Linked DNA regions of Mus musculus: region 1 is linked to region 2. A link is a contact called in public ChIA-PET data. All regions are on one chromosome and are shown on one strand. The core of a region is the stretch at or near the end of the contact, and the rest is flanking DNA. Distances in the headings are between cores, read along the strand shown.

Region 1 (2,807 bases), core at 185-2,684, 100 kb before region 2:
TGTCTTCAGACACACCAGAAGATGTCATCAGATCCCATTACAGATGGTTGTGAACCACCATGTGGTTGACTGGGAATTGAACTCAGGACCTCTGGAAGAGCAGTCAGTGCTCTTAACCGCTGAGCCATCTCTCCAGCCCTCTTTCTACACTTCTAAACCCCTTTCCTGACACCAAAGGCACTTGGCTGTCTTCTGAGTTATTTATTCATTTGTCCAATGATACAATGTTTCAGAATTTTTAACCCATCCACTGTGAGAAGGCAAGACTTTCAAGCAGAGTAGATAAAAGTTACTTTTGCCTTTGGCTCGAATATCTATGGTAAATATCTATGGTAAAATATTGAAGTTATGTGAGTTGAGGGCTGGAGTGTGGCTCAGCAACAAAGACTTGCCTCTTGGGCCTGGGACTCTGGACTGGAACTCCAGCATGGGACCGGATAGGGATGTAGGCACAATGTTATTGTGCCCTGTGTCCTCTCTCTCCCTCCCCCTCCCCTGGCTTATTCTCTCCCCCATTCAATCATTGGCTGATCAGTTCTATATTGACCAGTCAGGGAATAATTGGGAATTCAAACAGGAGAAGAGGGTCCAGGAGACAGCATAAGAAAACAGAAACATTTGACTAGCTCTCATGTAATATGCTAGGTTTATTTGCTGGGCTTGCCTTCTGTTTAAGGCTCTACCCATCTGACTATAGTTGATGTTGATGTTTTTGTGACAGAGTCTCACTGTGTAGCCCTACCTGGTCTGGAATTCAGAGTTACTTGCCTCTCCAGGGCTGGAATTAGAGGCATGCGCCACTATGCTTAGCTTAGTGAACTTCCGGTCTCAGCTTCTTGAGGGCAATCTCAGGTGTGTTCTGCCACGGCTAGCAAGATTGGGTTTTTGTTGTTGCTGTTTTTGTTGTTGTTGATTTGTTTTAATTTTTGAGAATATAAAATGTTAACAGTACTCCTGAAGCACAAAACTGTATGCTCAGGAAAGTGTCACAAGTCCTCCTTCGCCTGTCATCTGCCCCTATAAGGAGCTAAATACATTAGGTTTGGGGATATTTTTGTTTTCTTTCTTTAGTACCCAGCGTCTTGCACACACTAGGTGGATGCTCTATCACGGAGCCTAGCCTCAAGCTTTTAAGTTTGTCATATTTGATTTGTATTTGGGGCAGGATCCTGCTCCATTGGCCAGGCTGCCATTCCTGTTGTAGTCCAGGTGAGCACCACCATCTCCGTCTCCATCTGCCTCAGCCTCCTAAGGAGCAGGGCTCACAGGCCTGTGCCACCTGGTCTGCCTAGGCTCCTTGACTCCCATGTTTTCCATCTTGTGTTTTCCTCTTTTCAAAAACAGGCAGGCCCTTGGCTGTGTTCTTACTTCCGGTTTTGTGGATGATAGCTTATTGTCAGCTGCAGTCACAGACAGCCTTCCCTCCCCTCTCCTCCCCTTCCTTCCCCCACAGTGAGCACTTGGCATAGTGCCAATGCTTTACAACTATGAATAGCAATGCAGGTGTGTGTGTGTGTGTGTGTGTGTGTGTGTGTGTGTGTGTGCGCGCGTGCATGTGTGTTTGGATTTTGTATTGAGCAGTAAGTTATTTTGTTTTTAGAAGAGCAGATTTCTGCTTTCTAGTCCTTCAGATGAGATTTCAAACAGAGCAGCATGCTATGGTATTGAGAGGCTCGGGAGGTGTGGGGTGGCTGGTGACACCCAAATCCCTTCTTTGTGATATACTGGCTGGGTGAATTTGCAAAATTTACTTGACTTTTCTAGGGTTAGTTTCTGCATCTATAAAATAGAAGTAACCATCTCCTACTTTGTCTGTTGTGAAGATTAAGTAAGCTAGTCCAAGCCAGGCATGGTGGCACACCCAGCACTGGGTAAGGTAGAGGTGTATCTCTATGAGTTCAAGACTACCCAGGTCTATTTATTGAGGTTCAGGACAGCCAGAATAACCTAGTAAAACCCAGTCTCAAAACAAAACAAGACAAAACACAGTAAGACAACACCATCCATGTTAAAAATGTAATAGTCCAGCCGCCTTTAATCCCAGCACTCGGGAGACAGAGGCAGGTGGATTTCTGAGTTCGAGGCCAGCCTGGTCTACAGAGTGAGTTCTAGGACAGCCAGAGCTACACAGAGAAACCCTGTCTCGAAAAAAAGGGGGAAAAAAAAAGAAAGAAAGAAAGAAAAATGTAATAGTCCGTGTGTGTGCCTCTGTGTGTGTGTGTGTGTGTGTGTGTGTGTGTGTGTGTGTGTGTGTGATCTCATAGCCTCAGGCTATCTTGTAATTTACTCCCTATATAGCAGAGACCCGCCTTGAAGACCTGTGTGTCCTATGTCTTTCTCCTGAGCACAGAGACACCCTCCCTCCTCATCCAGCCCAGGCCTGTGTTTGCAGATTTCCTCTTGCTAACACTTGGAGATCGGTGCTCACTGGTAGACGGGTTCCAGCCTGGGGTCACGGAGGCTGATGATCCTTTTAAGAAAGATTTATTAGGAGAATTATTAATACTATGGATGGACAGACAGACAGCAGCATGGCAGGAGCTCTTTACCTGAGCCTTTTGGGGAAATGAGGAGGGACATGAGGATTCTCCTGGAATCCAGGCATCGGGGAGTCAGTTAGGAGCCTAAAGATTCACAAGCAGGCCCTGGGTAAAGGGTTTGCTGTTTCCTTTCCAAAAGAAAGGAGGCCGCTGCAGGTGGGCGTGGTCTGAGCAGCAGTCTGGCTCAGATTCTAATAGCAGACCCTTGTGATCACCACAGACTTGCACAGGGTGGCCATAGACTGGGTCCTAGTGTGTGCTGTAGCT
Region 2 (2,737 bases), core at 13-2,512:
AAAACAAAACAAAACAAAACCTGACTTTGGCTTTGCTAGAAGGAAACTGAAGTTTATGTCAGTGTCCCAATCCTTAAGGAAGACAAGGTTTCTCCTTTTATATGCAAACTTAAATGCAGGACACACCCCTTCCCCTCGAATAGAGCCTTCAATAGATGAGACAGTGCTTGCTTCCAGCTGGGGGCCTACTGGCCAGGCCTGGCCTGGCACCAGGCACCCTGTGGGGCCTAAGTCCTTGTCTCTGTTTTTGCTCCAGATTCTTGACACGTGGCTCAGCAGCGGAAGCGGGAAGCAGGCCCAGAGGAGGCAGCAAGGCCCTCCCTAGGTCTCTCCTAGGCCATTTCTGGCAAGCCTGAAGGGGTAGACCCTCACCCTCCTCAGGTTATCTGGGGACCATCAGCCTCTGCGGGACAGGCTCCTGTGGCACATTCTCCTTCCGCACTCCGGAGTGGGCATACTGGGGCTGGAATAAATGCCTCTCTGTTTGGGAGACAAAGAACAGAGTGGCTCCTTTGGGTCAGCAGTCTCTCTTGGCTGCCTGAGCCTTCTCTCCCCCAGGCCTCTTCAGTGGCTCCTAGACGCCCCAGGAAGGAGCTTTTAAAGACAGACGGTGGAGCTGTTTTGCCGGAGCTTAAGGGAATGCGTTACCTTAACAAACCCCAAGCCTGCTGCTCAAGAAAATATTTATTGGTTGGGGGTGCAGGGGTGCAGCTGGCAAGGCAGGATGCCAGGCTGGGCACAGAGAGAGGGTGCACGCCTGTGTAACAGAGCAGGTGAACGTGTGGTATGCGTGTGCTCGATCTCGCGTGCAAGAGCTTGTGTGAGGAAATGTATTAAGATGTGAGTCTGTGTGTGTGTGTGTGCCAGTTGTGTGTGGATCCTAGCTGGCGTGCGTGAAACTTCTGCACCTGGGTTTGGGGTGGAGTACAAACCGTTTTGAGGGTGAGTGTTAACGTTAACTCCTGGGTAGGAGTAATGGGTGAGGGCGAGTGTGCAGGTACGCGGTGTGCAGTGGAGGGTGTGAGCCAGCTCGGAAGGGGCAGGCAAGGTGCGCCTGGGCTCGTGCACCAGTGGGTGTGCGCACAAGGGTGTACCAGCCTGTGTCGGGTGGATGGGTAGGATAAGAGGGGAGGCATGCGCCTGGGGTGGGCGCGTGCGCGAGAGTGCGCGTGCCCCCCTCCCGAGCCCGTTACCATGGGAACGCGCCGCGGCCTGAGTTAATCATTTCCTGTGGAAAGTGCGGGAGGGGCGGGCACGGGGCGGGCCAAGGAGGCAGCGGCGGCGGCGTGGAGCTGCCTCGCGCGGGCGGGCGGGCCGGAGCCGGCCGGAGCGGGCCGAGCCCGGGGCGCTGCGGTGGCGGCGCTGGGATCCTGTCTCCGCTAGGCCGGTGAGTCGGGTCCCGGCAGGCTGGGGGTGGAATGGGACGGGCTCCTCCCGGCGCTCCTGCTGGGCGCCGCGCCCGCCCTGCCTGAGGACCCCCTCTTTCCCCGACCCGGTGGGTGTTGCGATCAGGCCCCAAGAGACCCGGCTGAGCGCGGGGCTCCCACTGTATTGGTCCAACCGGAGGATCTTGCAGAGACCTGGGCGTGAGGGTGGCACAGCCTCTGGGGTAGCGCCACCAAGACCGACTCCTTGGAGGGGGAATGTGCAGTGCCTACCTGGGAGCTGCGGGTCAACCAGTGAACCCCCTCCCCCTGCAAGGGTCGCTTCCAGGAAGGCTACTGTTTGGGCCCTCCCTCTGTGTCCCCCGAGTAGTTCTCCCCCATCCCCCGGGCAAGGCCCGAGGTGGGGTGCGGCAGCCCCTAGGTTAGGAGGGAGGGCCTCAGAAATACCCTCTCAAGCTGAGAGGGATCAAGTCATTGACAGCTGCGGCTGAGGAATCCCTGCAGGGAGGGGAGCCCAGAAGCTGTCTGTCCCCTCAGCCTTTCCACTGCAAGTAACAGGAGAACTCTGGCTGACACAGTGAAAGGCCGGGTCCTGAGACATTTTAAAGAGGAAGCTGGATTTAAATTCTTAAGTAGTATTTGTCACCCTTCCAAAACATACACACACACTTTAATGCATTTCTCAAGCTTGGGCCTTGGGACTACCCCTAGCTTCACCTTCCTTAGTGTCCTTCTGCCCCAGACTGGGTAAATGCCCTTCCTAGTCTGGTAGGACTTATTCCCCATGCCCTTCATAAAGGGGCAGTCTCCTTGGCTAGAGAGAGTCATTTGCTAGGAATGCAGTCCCAGAATGGTTTTGTGTATTGGAGTGGTTGGACTTCAGGGTTTGGGGATGGTAAGTTCTGCTGTCTGTATGGGTACCAGAGAGCAGAAAATTTGAAATCTGGATGCACCAGAACATGTGTGTGCCAGGGATACCCTAACCCAGTCTAGCCATGCCCCCTCCCCCAAATGCTCACCCAGGAGAACTAAGCTATCCCCTGCAGTGGTGTATAGGTGACTATGAGGTCTACACACACACACACACACACACACACACACACACACACAGAGAGAGAGAGAGAGAGAGAGAGAGAGAGAGAGAGTGAGTCTTTGCCCTGTCTCTGGTTTAAGACAGGAGGAAGGCAGATCTACCATCCTTAGCTAAACCCAGAGAAGCACATGCCCCTCCCCCAAACAGCTTCCGCATTCACCCACCAATGGGACAGTTTACCAAGAGATAGCAGCATCTTGGGCCCTTTGCCTGTGTCCATACTTCATATGTGTATTTTCTGATGTCAGCCCTGAGAAGT

The links. ChIA-PET counts read pairs in DNA pulled down with a chosen protein or histone mark.
Region 1: an RNA polymerase II ChIA-PET map of memory CD8 T cells shows a contact between it and region 2, with 27 read pairs. The contact joins the enhancer-like site here to the promoter of Kifc3 in region 2. A contact is called at or near these places in 5 of 115 datasets of contacts at active chromatin or transcription factors (CD8 T cells, bone marrow-derived macrophages, embryonic stem cells and 2 more) and 3 of 9 other capture datasets (adipose tissue, liver and pancreatic islet).

Annotation. Positions count from the first base shown.
Region 1 is chr8:95,243,993-95,246,799 of GRCm38.p6, reverse strand. The region is part of intron 31 of Cngb1 (cyclic nucleotide gated channel beta 1); the gene reads left to right. Among named protein-coding and RNA genes, the nearest start is that of Gm31277, 44 kb to the right of the region's middle. Within about 2 kb of position 1,434, at least 67 of the 459 cell types and tissues checked have an H3K27ac peak or open chromatin away from gene starts, as enhancers often do. A contact at or near this core is called in CD8 T cells and memory CD8 T cells, where this site is marked.
Region 2 is chr8:95,141,082-95,143,818 of GRCm38.p6, reverse strand. Kifc3 (kinesin family member C3) reads left to right here and starts at 1,262. Exons shown (of 22, transcript NM_001372314.1): 1 at 1,262-1,387. All of the region lies in intron 1 of Gm31036 (a long non-coding RNA gene), which reads right to left.